Regions from separate parts of the Mus musculus genome. Here region 2 is linked to region 1. The links are chromatin contacts, called in public HiChIP or PLAC-seq maps. All regions are on one chromosome and are shown on one strand. The core of a region is the stretch at or near the end of the contact, and the rest is flanking DNA. Distances in the headings are between cores, read along the strand shown. Region 1 has its middle 130 kb from the start of Gm48893. Region 2 overlaps Gm48893 (a long non-coding RNA gene).

Region 1 (7,146 bases), core at 2,805-5,304:
CCCTTAATTTGCCTGTCTGGTCTTTGGTTGCAGCAATAAAAAAATGTTTATCTAACATACTATGTCTATAATCTATTTTAAGTTTATACAAGATACACACACACACACACACACACACCCCAACTTCATAATTTTTTGTCCAGGTTTGCTGTTAAATTAATGAAAGATAGACATTGTATCTTGCACATGTTGCATGCATATATATTTCATATATATTCATTATGGAATGATTACATATTCATTGTGTAAGAGCCAATATGGTAGTAAAGGGATAAAATGTATAAGACTTTTCGTATTCTTAAATTCTGAATCGTGTCTCCTGTCATTTCACCATGACTAATTTAGTTGTTTTCTTTGTGCCAGTGACAATCATGAACTTCAGTTGGAGAGCAAAGAAATATTTTCAGGACAATAGTATGTAATTGAGAACTTCTACTTCATAAAAGGAGGAAAATTGAGTTCAGATCCACAGTTGCTAGCACTATGTCACGAGGGCCGTGTATGATTCCAATTTCACTCTATAATAAAAGGATTTTACAAACATAACAATATATGACGGTTGCCACAAACCGAATAAATAAAGGCTGTAAATATTTATCTTAATTTAGTTTTCCTAACAAAGTAGTTAGGATCAGGTAATATACTGGCACTTAAGGAAGGGCTATAAAAGTAATTCCTACAACTTTCAGATTTTAAATCACTGATATGGAATTGTGGACCAGTATGGATTTAGTCATAAGAATCTGCAGATGTTTGAAGATCTAACCGTTCACTTCAGTTTTCCCTGAAGCTGCTTCTGTTCCTAGTGAGCTGCCATCTAAGTTGGTATGAGAGTAAGCTTCAGGGTAGTAAGTAACACCATAGTCCTGAAACAAGTAGCTGAGGCTTAGCTCGAAACCAGGGCTGAACTTCAGCCAATCACAGGTAACCAACTGATCAGACCATGCCCATATAAGGCAAATGTCTCATCACACCATTGCAAAAGAAGGCAGAGCCCATGCAGCCAATCAAGCTGATTTGGTTTTGTACTGTCTTCTCCCATCTGCGAATATTGCCTGCTTACAGTGCTGGGTGGAGTCCCCCGAATCTCCCCTGCTTCTGAGAACGGCCCACTTCATAAATCTTTGCTCAAGTAAATTGGGCTAAATTAAATTTGCCAAAAGTTTTTCCCTTTATATTCCATACACAATCTTAAATGATGTGGTGAGGATAAAAACATTGCTCTAACAACGTAACATTACCCAAAAGAAACAAAATTGTAAAATCCCCGTGTTCTTCTGCCAGGGTTGAACAGATTCCAGCTCATGTTTGTTGTCCCTTCTAGCTGGCTCTGCCTCTGAAGCCTGGCTGGGTATTGTTACTTTCACTGATTCTCCCTAAACTGTGTCCCATTTCTAGGACTTCTGCACATCTATTATTCATTGCCTTTTAAAAATTAAGACAAAAATGCAGGACATTGCTACATCAAGTGCATATATGTATGGTGTGTGTTAAAAATAAATAGATTGTTTTATTTCAAGAAGCCAGGGAAATAACAATGTTGGTGTTTTGTTTGTTTTTTCTGTTCATAGCTTTAATGGACTTTCCTACAATAAAGAGAAGGTATATGTCTGCAGACATATACACATAGACAAGCATTGATTTCACTAATTTAGATTTTTTAATCAGTAAATTGGGTCCTGAAATATAATCACAATAAGGGATAGTTCTGTGCAGACAAACATTAAGAGGCTAAAGAAAAGCACTTATACTATACATACCTGAAATAATGCCAGGAGAGAAAGGAAATAGGTTGGAGCAAATGTAATATGGTTGTCTTAGAGTAAGAATAAGTATTAATAAGTTAGAACCCTAATTTGAGGAACATGGGTTGAGTTTTCCAATAGAAAGAGATTAAAGAGTGATGAGGAGAAAAAGGAAGGCATTGTGGATAAGAAGAAGAAGGGAGGCTATGTGAGCTGCTTGTTAAAGAGGGATACTGCTGAACAACAGGTGAGATGCTACATGATGAAGGCCCCTTGCTCACACAGGAATGTTGGATTCGGGTTCAAAATAAAAGGCCACTGTTCTAGGGCAAATAGACATCTGCAAGTGAGAAAAATATTTTAATAGGAACAAAAAGGACATCTCTTGGAATTTTGGTTAATGAGAGGTTTTTAAGAACATTTCTATGACAGAATGGGCAGGTGTCGTCATGGTGGACATACAAAAGGGGGAGTGTGACTTCATGATTTTGTAATTACATTAACGTCACAGGAAAGGTGGTTCAGGGGCTGCAATCCCAGCCCTTGGGAGGTAGAACGTAGCAGGGTCAGAAGCTCAAAGCCATCCTGAACTACGACTTTGAGGTCAGCCTAGAGCATGAGACGGCATCGCTCACAATGACAACAGCAACAGAAGGGAGGTGAGATGGTAGGGTTAGGCAGAGATTGCCAAGCCGATAAAGTACTTGCTGTGCAAACATGAAGACCTGAGCTCACATCCCATCTCCCTTGTCAAAAGCCAGGCATGCCACACATACCTGTCATCCCAGTGCTGGGAAGCAGAGACAAGATCTCTAGGGTTTGCTCACAAGTGAGTTAGACCAATGAGTTTCAGGTTTAGTGAGAGATCCCAACAATTCAGGTGGTGAGCCACTGAAGACGGTCCTGATGTCGACCTCTGGCTTCCACATGCACACACACACACACACACACACACACACACACACAAACAAACAAACACACACAAACACACTCATACACACACAGCACACACTGTTTAGTTTCAGGACTAAAGATTAGAATCACCCTTGTTAAAATACAGATCAACGATCTTCAGCTCACAGTTTCTGAGTCAGTAAGCCTAGAGTAACTCCCATGTTTGCATTTCTGGGAACATTCTGAGAGCCATTAATGAACCAATGGGGGATGATGGTAATGAAACTGATGACCAATGACATAAGAGTGGGAATTATCCACACCTCCTGCTGAACCTGGTGTAGAACCTTCTGATTTACAACACTGCATCATTTTGACTCTGGCATTCATTTCCTCAGTGAAACTGTGGACATTCAAGTCAATAAGCATAACGCCTCTGACTGTGGCAATGAATGAGATGAAGGTTTAGGAAAAAAAGACACTCTGAAAAGAAAATGTGTGTGTAAGGAGAGACTGAAAACAGGTGTGTAAAGGGAGACTGAAAATGGGTGTGTAAGGGGAGACTGAAAATGGGTGTGTAAGGGAAGACTGAAAATGGGTGTGTAAGGGGAGACTGAAAATGGGTGTGTAAGGGGAGACTGAAAATGGGTGTGTAAGGGGAGACTGGAGCATCAGTTCCCAAGGATGCAAGGAAAAGAGTTACAAAAGGGGACTACAGCCCTGAATTCAATAACGGTGTGTGTGTGTGTGTGTGTGTGTGTGTGTGTCTGTGTGTGTGTGTAAAAGGAGTCCTAGGTTCTTGACAATCCATTCTCGAAACCCCCTCTTATTCTCAAGGAAGAAGCAAAAGGGTGGAAACTTAAAAGGGAAAGTTAATAAGAGTACTTTGTATTTTAATTATCCTCAAGTACCCAGGTACTTAAATGAAGAGTTCCATGTACATATAAATTACTTCTGTGCCTTAGCATATTTGTAGAAATCAAAATGAGATGTTGTTCCATTTGAAATTTAAATAATCCTCTTGAGAAAATGCCAACCAGATTGCTTCAACCAGGAGCCAATGCATAAACATCTATTTGTTATTTGCGTGTTAATGTCTTAGGTATCTGAAGTAATTATTTTTAAATGAATTCTAAAGTCCCCTGTAATGCGATTTGATGTCCCCAAAATGATGTTTAAAAAGACAAAGAAAAAAAAAAAAACCAAACTAAGCAATATTGTACAAGATTGAAAGAAAGGAGTTCCCATTTTCAAACAAAATAATTGCCAAACGTGATACTTCATTGTTCGAAAAGGGCTCAGACATGCCTTAGCTTGCACTTTTTACCAGATGACAGGTTTGTATCCTTGTAGGCGACTTGAGTTTTTAAATGGTGAGTCAGTGAAGAAAGTTTATATGAGACTCCGAGAACACTGAAGTCGATTAAGAGGCGAAGCAGCTGGCTTTGTTCCACGGGCTCACGCTGATCGAGTCAGCCCGGGCTTGGCAAGGCAGCTGCTGGCAGAAATGCACAGTCATTTCACATTTGATTGCCGTTGGAAGTTCCCTGTTACCAGTATATTTTGAAGTTAAAGTGGAGTGGGGGTGGGGAGTGGTGAAGTAATCTCTAATACTTAACACTGTACATTGCATATGCATCAATCGAAGAAAAATGTGGCCAGAACCAGATTACAAGTATTTTTTTAACGATCCTTAGGTTTCTTGGATCTGAAATTGTTTTTCGAAACCAACGATATGATGAGTTAAGAATGAATGAAACAGAAACATACGGATTAAATTTTCCTGAAATTTTCGTGAATTTGGAAGGCAAGCAGAAAGGGACACTCAGCAAGATGCATTTGGGATCTAACTGAACTAACAGCATTGGAGACATCATCTGAAGGACTTTGGTAGGCACAACTCTATCACATAACTTCACTTTTATAAGCTGTACTACAATATAAAGAGCGGGATTAGAAGTTGCCTAATTAAAATTTAATGAAGACATAGAATCCAGCTTGTGTAGCAACTACCAAGCTTCACAGATAAGAACCAGCGTTCCAAAGGACTTAAGCTAAATGTATTTAAAGAACACATTGCCCACCAATGCTCAGCTCCCACAGATGGAGCAGGACAGGGGCAATTTATTTCCTGATCATTTCTTTCCACCAAACTAAATGAAATTCAAATAAACAAATAAACTAATAATTGAGATAACTAAAATGTCATTTAAAGACACACACAGGGTTGCTTATCTCTATGGATTTATTGGGTTTTGATTTGTTCTGACTTGTAGCATGTTTCCAAGATGATACCTTTGGTCAAATACTGAGCCACACAAAAGGACTTGGGTTGTTTCTGGTAGCAAGTAAGATGAAGCAGAAGTTTTACTAACTGGTATGTTAGGGGATCAAGCTCAGCTTCAACGTACTTTATAAGCATTGATGAGGTCATTAGCCAAATGATAAATGAGGAGAAAACACATGCATTAAAAAGGCAGATTCTTGTTCATGTGTATCTCCCTTCATATCTATGGTGAGGTGGTGGCTTTGGTGACAATCACCAAAGAAAACCATTTCCTGAGCAATTTGCTGTGCATTCGGTGTTCAGTTGAAAAGAGGTGATGAATATAAACTGAATACAGCGAGAAAGTTTCCAGAGATGGGAGTCTGAACCCAAAATTTAAACTTGCAATGCACATGAAAGAACATCAGAGTCAATAATTTACGTTGCATTTGTACCTGGTCCTCAGTCAATTCTCTCTTTTTGGATGGCAAGTTGGTTTCTAACTTCAAAAGAACAGTTCCTGGTGGTATCAAGTTCATTATCAGCATTCCACCTCCTGCCCAACAGGCTAGGAACAAGGATGGTTGCAAAGTGGAATGTGATATGAACTGGGGAGCTATTTATAACACAAACGCTGCCAGGTGTGTGCATTATTGCTTGAGCAAACTAAATTAACTGCATGCCTAACAGTTGAGATGTTTGAAAATCAGCCTTCTGATTTCTAACTGATCTGTAGATGTTATATTATTTTATATGCAGAAAAGGAGAGCTTGGCAGGAGCAGACAGCCGGGCCACCGGTGAGCAGGTTCGCTGAGAATGTGCCCAAGATACAAAGGCAGTGTTTTCCATAGGCCTGTCTCTAGAGAAGATATCAAAGCCACTCTGCGGGGACACGGGCCTTGATGTTTGCAAAGAAGAAATTCTGAAACCCTTGTTGAGCGATCAGGTTTGTATATTTCACCATATTATGGCACTTTCCTACAAAGCAAAAGCCAAAACCACAAGTGAACACACGTGTACCTCTTCAGACACAATGATTTATTTCCCCCAGGTAATGAGTGTGTTGCTGGCTCTTGCATTTACGTTCTTGTTTGGCTCCCTGTTTTTTTCTTGTTTCTATACAGCATATAATTCAGTGAGGCTAGAATGTCTCACTGTTACATTCGAATATGAATCCTGCCCACTGGCTCACTTGCTTCTTTGGTCCCAATCTGGTGGTGGAGCTACTCTGAGGAATGTCTCAACTTGGTGTCTATTGCTGTGATAGAGACCAAAAGCAACAAGGGAGGAAAAGGTTTGCTTGGCTTACGCGTCCCAAGTATAGATCATCATGAATGGAAGCCAGGAGAGGACCTCAAGGGAGGAACTTGGAGGTCGGAACTGAAACAGAAGCCAGAGAGGAACTCTTACTGGCTTGGTTTTCATCGTTTATTCAATTTGGTCTCTTATTCAATTAACCCAGAAACATCTGCCCAGGGTTGGTAATGTCCACAGTGAGTTGGGCCTTTCTTATATCAATCTTTAATCAAGAAAATGTTTGATGGAGATATTTTCTCAATTGAGGTTCCCACTTCTCAGATGACTCCAGCTTGTGTCAAGTGGAAAAAAATAAAACAAAACAACAGCAACAACAAAACACTATACAGCACAGAGGGCTCGTGGGACCTTCATAAAGTGGAATCCCATGGAGGAAGTTGGTCCTTGGGTTATCTGATCTCTCTTTCTCTGTCTTTGTATTTGTCTCTGTCTCTCTGTCTCTCACTCTGTTGTCTCTCTCTTGGTCTTTCTCATGTGTGTGTCTGTCTGTCTGTGTGTCTGTCTATGTGCCTACCTGCCTGGTTCCCTCCATCTCCTTTCTGGATGCAATAGAGTAAATGAGAAAGCTCATGGACCCCCTGCTCCTGCCATAATGTTGTTCTTTCTGCCCAAGAGCCTAGACCCAAGGAGCCATGAACAAACCCTCTGAAATCATGAGCCAAAGACATCCTGGCCTTTAAATTGTTCTCTCAGATAAGTTGGTTATAGCGATACACAAGCAACACTCTCATAAAGTAGAGCCACGGTAAAACCAAACGTACCATTTTCAATGCTGCCTGAAAACTTTTATTCTTACACTGACTCATTTCTTTCCTTCCATGTTTGACCTGAGTAATTAATTAATCACTTACCTTCCTAGAGTTCAGCTTTAAAAATAAACACAATCTTACTATTTTTGTGAGATTTATGACTTGTGTCCTGTC
Region 2 (7,146 bases), core at 2,876-5,375, 140 kb before region 1:
ATAGAGATGCCATAGCCCCTTCCCCCAGAGAAATCCCTTGGGAGGAAGAGCCCCTGCTTGTACAGCAAAACAAGGCAAGTACAAGATGCAATTACAGACTGGAAAGGAACTAACTTTCCCTTAAATGCTTCTGAACACCCTTTCTAATCTTAATGAAATGTCTAAGAAAACATGGAAATGCTTACTGAAACCAGCCAGGCCAAAACCTGAATTAATCCAAATGCCTTTAATATGCAAACCCATCCAATCTCGAGATCATTGTTTTTGTTCAGACATCTGTCAAGCTTATATCCCTACACATCAGTAACTATGAGTCATAATATAGAATTGTATACCTTAGGGAGTTGGTAGTTACTTAGTTGGATGGGTTTGGTGATCTATAAACTAATATTTCAGTAATTATTCCTATACTTTTGAGAGAGAAAAAAACAGCATATAAGTTCAAGCATGGCAGAAATGATTGTTCCTTATAAACAAAACTTAGGAGTTTTGTGTGTGCTTCTATTTGGGTCACTATGATGGCTACCAAAGCACCAATGAGCTGGTACATCTACATTTCCTTTTTCGTTATCGTTTTTCCTTATTTGTTTTCTGGCATTAATAGTCTACTTCAAAGCATTATAAATAGCAACAACAAAAAAAAATTAAAACGAGGACTGGGGAGATGACTCAGTGGGTAACGTGCTTCATAAACATGAGCACCTGAATTTGGATTCACAGAAACCGTGTACGGACTGCGTGACACCATCTAGCTCAGGGAGGGAGCAGGGGGGAGTTATCGAAGAGGAAGATCCTGGTGGATTATCTCCCAGACAACCTAGTCAAAATAGTGAACTCCAGTTTCACCGGGAGCAGCTGCTTTAGAAAGAAGATAAATCCGCATCTGGCTGGCACACGTGTGCTTACACGTCTGCACGGATATGTGAACCTCACATACACACACAGAAAGAAACATTTAAGGATCTTTTTATTTTTTTCTTATTCTAAAAAGGGAGTGATAGAGTGTGTCGATTCTGTGGTAGGGACAGGAAAGTAATCTCCAAGCAAAAATGCATCCAGAGCTCAGGGCCTCTAACTATCTAGCGAATGGGCGCGTCCTTCTCTTAGCAGTGTAGGAAGAACCAGGAAAGAGTCCCTAAGTGCTGTTTCTACTTCCAGCAGCCCATTGGTGTCGTGAGCCCCACGAGAGAGTGGCAATTGGGAGCCAGCCAATGCCCCCTTCAAAAGAAAGGCTTCCTTCCTTCCCAGGAAAGGGGAAAATAAAATTTCACACATGGAATGACAACCATTGATGTATCCTTATAAAATCCACTATGAATGGCAAGACTTCTTGTGGAACTGGACACAGCATACCTTTCAACCCAGCAGCCACACTACAACCACCACCCCAGGTTCAAGTTGTTCCTAAAACTATGAATGTCATAAAAATCTCTACCAGGCTGACACTTTGAACCTAGAGTAAAAACATCTCAAATGTACCTTAGTCAAAGCCCACATCAAAAGACAGTCCAAAAAGAAAGACAGCCAAAATTTAACAGTGGTTCTCAGCCTTTATTTCCAAAGGTATGTATATTATGTAAACAGTAACAAAATTATAGCTATGAAGTATCAACAAAATAATTTGTGGTTGGGGGTGAGCACAATATGAGGAACTGTATTAAACAGTCACAGCACTAGGAAGGTTGTGGACCAACGCTCCAGGATCCTTCTCTTTAAAATGCAGGACCCCCATGGAACTTCTGATTTGGAAAGTTCCAGGTGAGGCCTAAGATTATTCTTAGAAAACGTTTTAAACTCCACAGGTGATTCTGAAACACAGCTCAGATCTCAGAGCCACTGTTCTAAACTAATGCTTCTGAGACTAGCACCCCAAGGTGAGAACAGGCTCAAAACGCAAAGTAGAGCATCTCTCAGATCTAGTAAGTTAAGGATTCTTGGGACCCTAGAGGACAAAGGGTGAGCTCCAGGTGAAGGAGCTAGCTACATAATTGCTAAAGTAAAGCTCTCAGAGTTTCCATGAGCCTTTTGTAGTCACAGTAGCATTGACCTCAGCATTATCACTCCATAAAAGGGCCTGGCAGCTGCCTGCTGCTGCTATCCAGACCTCAGCTTGCAGCTCCTTCTCAGGTCACAGCAAAGGGCAACAAACTTTAGCTACCAGGTCAGCACGTTCTCCTTTGCAGGTCATATGGCCTCTGTCACAAACACTCACGTACCCTATACAATGCAGAATGTGAACAAAAACAGCTTGCTCTGATAGCACTTTATTTACAAAAACAGGTTATCAGACCAGATTTCACCCAGAGCTATAATTTATCCAACTCATAAATTTAAAAAAAGGATGCAGCAGAGCTCAAGACAGACAAAACCAGAGCAAACCACACCCAGAAATGTGCACCTTCTGGCAAGCACAAACATCCCCAGCCTAGAAGCCGTTCAAAGACGGACTCTAAAGAAAAAAGTGCTCAATGTCATTTGTCCACCTGCCACTTTTTCAGCAATTAATACCGGTTAGGTCCATCCATATGCACAGAGTCAAACATCAAAGGAGAAGCCATACTGATGGCAGTCTGATAAAAGACAATGCTTTAAGCATCCAGAAACAATGCTTTAATATTGATCACATTATCCTACAAGCGAGGACATGGTGAGGCTAAGCATTATAGTCACAAAAGGATGACATTTGTCCAAGAAATGAATCAATCAATGGGTAGAATAATGCTACAAGCAGCTAAAAGTTAAATATATACATTTATTTATATAGAAAACATATCATTTAATGTAAATATAAAATGTTATATTAAATTAAATATATAAATATTTTAGTAGATATTTAATAATTTATTTATATATTTACTATAATATAATTTGCTATATATTATATGGTCATATATACATATATAAATTCACAATATAAATCTACATATTTTATATAGAAAATATAATATAGACCTATATATTATATATGTATATATAAATATATATTAAATGTATATATATTTAACTTTTATCTATTTATATATTCTAGCTGGAATGAATATACAGACACACACACATTCTGAAGGAAATAGCAGGTACAGTGGCTTAAAGCTCAATATTGGGAACATCAAGAAAGAACTCACAAAATAGTAAGAGAGGAAAGGAGACAGAAAATGAGGATAAGCCAAGAATGACCATGTATTTTTGAGTAGTTTATAGAGTAGTCTAGATATGTGGTATTGAACAGGCTAACACTGCCAAGACCAATCTTAAAGAGAACAACAATTTGGGTATTGTATTCCTTTTGTCACGGTGATCAATAGCCTGAAAAGAAGCAACTTAACGGAGGAAGGGTTAATTTTGGCTCATGGTTCTGAGGGTGGAGTCTATCATGGTGTGGTTGATGGTCATAAGATCATGGTGGCTTGGACTCCTTAGATCTTGCAGAATAGGAAACAAAGACCTGGGCCAGATGTGGAGGAGTTCAAACCCTCTTCTAGCTAGGTTCCAAACTCAGATGTTCCACAACCTCCCAAAACAGTGCTACCAGCTGGGGAACAATTATGCTCACACCTAAGCCTGTGGATACTTTTATATGCAAATGTCAGCAGGAACTACTACAGGACAGTGCTTAACAGAGCCAGGACTCAAGAGTTCATTGAACCAAAGCCACAGCTTATAGCATGAAAGGGAGAAGCATTTGTGTGTGGCTTTTCTTTATTTGCACAGATACTCTTTCTTTGAGGAAGTGCTAAAGAACTTTCTTCCTTTTCATTTGAAAGGCTTATAAAAAATAAGACTCCTGACTGAGTGGAAGGCTTAGCTCAAAGAACCATGAGTTCAAGACCACACTCTAAAAAATAAATGAAAGGGGGCTGGGGAGGTTAAAACTCCCAAGTCAGGGAATACAATATGAAGAATAGCTTAAATTAACATCCTGTCATGGAGGAGGTTGGATTTTAGATGTCTGGAAACAAACCACTACAGCTTCGATCCACAAAATAAGAAAAGCCATTCTAGCTTGAAAATACAAACTGCTGTTATTTTTAAGTACCAGTCAAGGCATGATGCTCACATACCCATGGCACATAGGTTTTGATCACACAGCTTCCTATCCCTCCTACTCTGCCCTTACTCATTCCTTGTGGCAGCCACAGCACTTTCAAATGCCAGATCCTCCAATAAATTCCACTTTGCTTTAAAATTCCAGTCGCCTCCCCCTTCCCTGAGGCTCCTTGCTACTTTCTTGGCTTCTGCAGTTCCTCCAGGTTATTTATTCAAGTCTAGAGACCAGGATCCGAGTTCCTCAAGACAGAACAAGCTGCATTTGTCTTCTGGGTCTCCGTTACCACACTCAAGAGTATTTTCTAATTCTATGCATTTACCTGCGAGTTTCATTTATTTGCATACAAAAGGGAGCTACGCCCATGGAATCTTAACTATATGGTTGCCTAAATAAGACCTGAAGAATGTAGTCACCAAGTGACATGCCACTACAACTGGGGGAAACTTCACGAGGTTCCTCTCCTAGATGATGAACTACAGGCAGCCAATGGCTGCCAAGTGAGGGAGATTCCATTTTTTCCCTCAGGGAAAAGCTCCCTTGATAGGCTATCAAATCTCAAGTACAAACACATACAAGCAATACTAGATGGGTGCCATAGGTGGTATGTATGTATATGTATACATAAAAAGAGGGAGTGGGGGATATGAAGAGGAGTTTCCGTGGAGAGGAGGATAAAAACTATGTAAACACAGTAATCAGGTACTAAACTCTCAAAAGAATTTTAAATTTTAAATTAAAATAGAAATTTAGTTTCTACAGAAAGCCCACGACTAACCTGGTCTCCTACATCTTCAGCCCATACACACGAAGGTCCCTATCTCCTTAGCCCTGCTTACTGACACTCGTTATTTTAGACACACACATTGTGACCACATATTCTCCAATGAACTCCACTCTGTGTGTGTAACAAAGCATTTCTGTAACAAAGGCAAAGAAAGCAAAGCAGCAAAAACCACAGGAATATGTTCCCTGATTTTAACCCTGCTCCCAGATCAACCCCAGCTCCTGCCATGCATAGGGGTAGGTGTGGGGTCCTGTAAACCTGCCTAAAGTTCTTTACGGCTCTAAGAAAGTTCAAATATTCAGATTCTGAGTGAACTGGATGTTTGAAGGATGCTAGGCATGACCTATGCCTATCCTCCTTTGTTGGCCTACTTGACCAAAACCATGCACACACAGAAGCAGGACCAGGCTTTCTCAAAGCTCAGCCCTGTGCCTTTATTCTCAGACTATCTCCAGCAGGGGCAACCTGAACGTCCTGGCTGAAGCTAACACCACTTTTGAGGATAAGGTACACTCCCTGGCAAACTTGGACACGAGTACATCAATCCTAGAATTAATTGGATACTTTAGGATTTTTGCCTAGATCCCAGTTAACATTTTTCTCAACCTGGACAGAGACCATTGTCCTTTTATACGTTGATAAAATGAAAGCTATGGGTAAACTAAGCAAAAGAAGTCTCATTTAATAAAAAATGAAGCAGCTGAGAACCGGGACTAAAATCTTGTGTGTTACACAAATATAATTGATTAGCTCTTTGAAACTGACTGGAACCATCTGCTGGGGGGTGGTGAAGGATGGATACCTCATTAATGAAATAAAACTACTCTTACTCATGAAGACTTTCAGTGAACTTCTTGGCTATTTCCTAGTACAGGATTTGAGAATGAGCAGGCCACAGCTAATCTTGATCCTCATGCTAAACACTAGCTGAGTTCGTCTCAAAATATGGTAGACTTTTGTTCTTTTACCATACTAAGTTCTTCTAAAAAGTAGTAGAGGCAGGAATGCATTCTCATACAATGAAGAGCAAGGAAGGTATGTGCTTAGCTGTGTTAGAACTCGATACCTATCTAGTCCCATTGAATTACTAAGAGAAAATGAAGTTTTCTAGCATTTCTAGCATGTGCTCCACAGCTTAGCTCACCATACAAACCCTCTTTCCTGTACGGTTTTGGAGACACACTATTGGTGCCTAGTGAAGATGGATCTCAATGAAAGAGGAGGACCCCCGCCCCCACATACACCCTTGGTCTCACAGTCCTAAAACAGAAGCACAGAGACAAAACTGAATAGTTTGCCTCTTCCTCCGGAGTCATAATTCAAAGATGGTGAAGGAGAGGAGAGCCAGAAGCACTGTCTGTCCTGACCATTCAAATATGCAAATGACTTTGTTCTCTTCTTCCTTTTGAGGAAGCTATTCCAGGTGATTGCATATGAGATTTTTAACAAGAGAGCACTTGAAAAGTCAAACTATACTCAAGACAGTTACTGTTCAGTAAGGACTTATAAACATACTTTCCAAAAGTCCCATAAAGAGAGCAAGAACCAGCCAAGGAAAGGGTCTGGGAGATGGTTTTGATCTTGTGGCTGTTCTTTTCTCAAGACCTTAGGTTATTGGGAGCTTCTGACAAGGGTACGGCTTGTATTAACTACACAGAGACTTGTAAATGGAGGAGACCTTGGAGATCTTCAGCGAGAGTCAATCTGAGCCCTGTCCTTTACAGGTAGTTTTTGTAGGGTCATGGGTAAGCAGAGAGCTCAGAGTAGGGTTGCTGCTCATGATATTACCTGTGTATTTAAACCACCACCACCACAATTATAACAACAATGATGATGATAATGATTAGCCGCAGCAACAAAAGGAAAGCATAGGTCTCCTCCAGGGAAATCAAACTGTAAAAAGGGGTTTTTCTTTTGCACACACAAAAAAACTTTAATTAGAATCTTCTACTTCAGAACAAACTAGAAACAGGGAGTTTCAACTCTCTCAATTGAAGCAAGGTGCTCAAATTTGTGCCTCTTATTCCATTTCATCTAGAGGTTACAATGTGTTTCGAAGTTTCCATCATTATCTTTAATTGGCCCTTTTCAAGGCTAGGACACACAGCTCTGGCCTTTCCCACCTGCTTTAATTTCGTGTGTCAGGTCCATGTTCACAACTGGTATAGATCTGCTGTGGCGGACGGCAGGTGCTTACGGGGGACATCAATGCCAAAATAAAGCAGGTGTTAAAGCAATAGCTGATTGTGTCAAGACTGATAGTGTCACCTGCTTATTGTTAAATGTGCCCACAGAGGAATGTTTTGCAAGCAGTAGC

The links. HiChIP or PLAC-seq counts read pairs in DNA pulled down with a chosen protein or histone mark.
Region 2: an H3K4me3 HiChIP or PLAC-seq map of the SCID.adh cell line shows a contact between it and region 1, with 14 read pairs. The contact joins two enhancer-like sites. A contact is called at or near these places in 5 of 484 Hi-C or Micro-C datasets (bone marrow-derived macrophages, epidermal suprabasal cells and extraembryonic endoderm stem cells) and 3 of 115 datasets of contacts at active chromatin or transcription factors (the SCID.adh cell line, bone marrow-derived dendritic cells and bone marrow-derived macrophages).

The regions. Positions count from the first base shown.
Region 1 is chr10:26,561,634-26,568,779 of GRCm38.p6, reverse strand. No RefSeq gene overlaps it. Among named protein-coding and RNA genes, the nearest start is that of Gm48893, 130 kb to the left of the region's middle. Within about 2 kb of position 4,054, at least 97 of the 459 cell types and tissues checked have an H3K27ac peak or open chromatin away from gene starts, as enhancers often do. A contact at or near this core is called in the SCID.adh cell line, where this site is marked.
Region 2 is chr10:26,697,055-26,704,200 of GRCm38.p6, reverse strand. All of the region lies in intron 1 of Gm48893 (a long non-coding RNA gene), which reads right to left. Among named protein-coding and RNA genes, the nearest start is that of Gm48893, 5.3 kb to the right of the region's middle. Within about 2 kb of position 4,125, at least 2 of the 459 cell types and tissues checked have an H3K27ac peak or open chromatin away from gene starts, as enhancers often do. A contact at or near this core is called in the SCID.adh cell line, where this site is marked.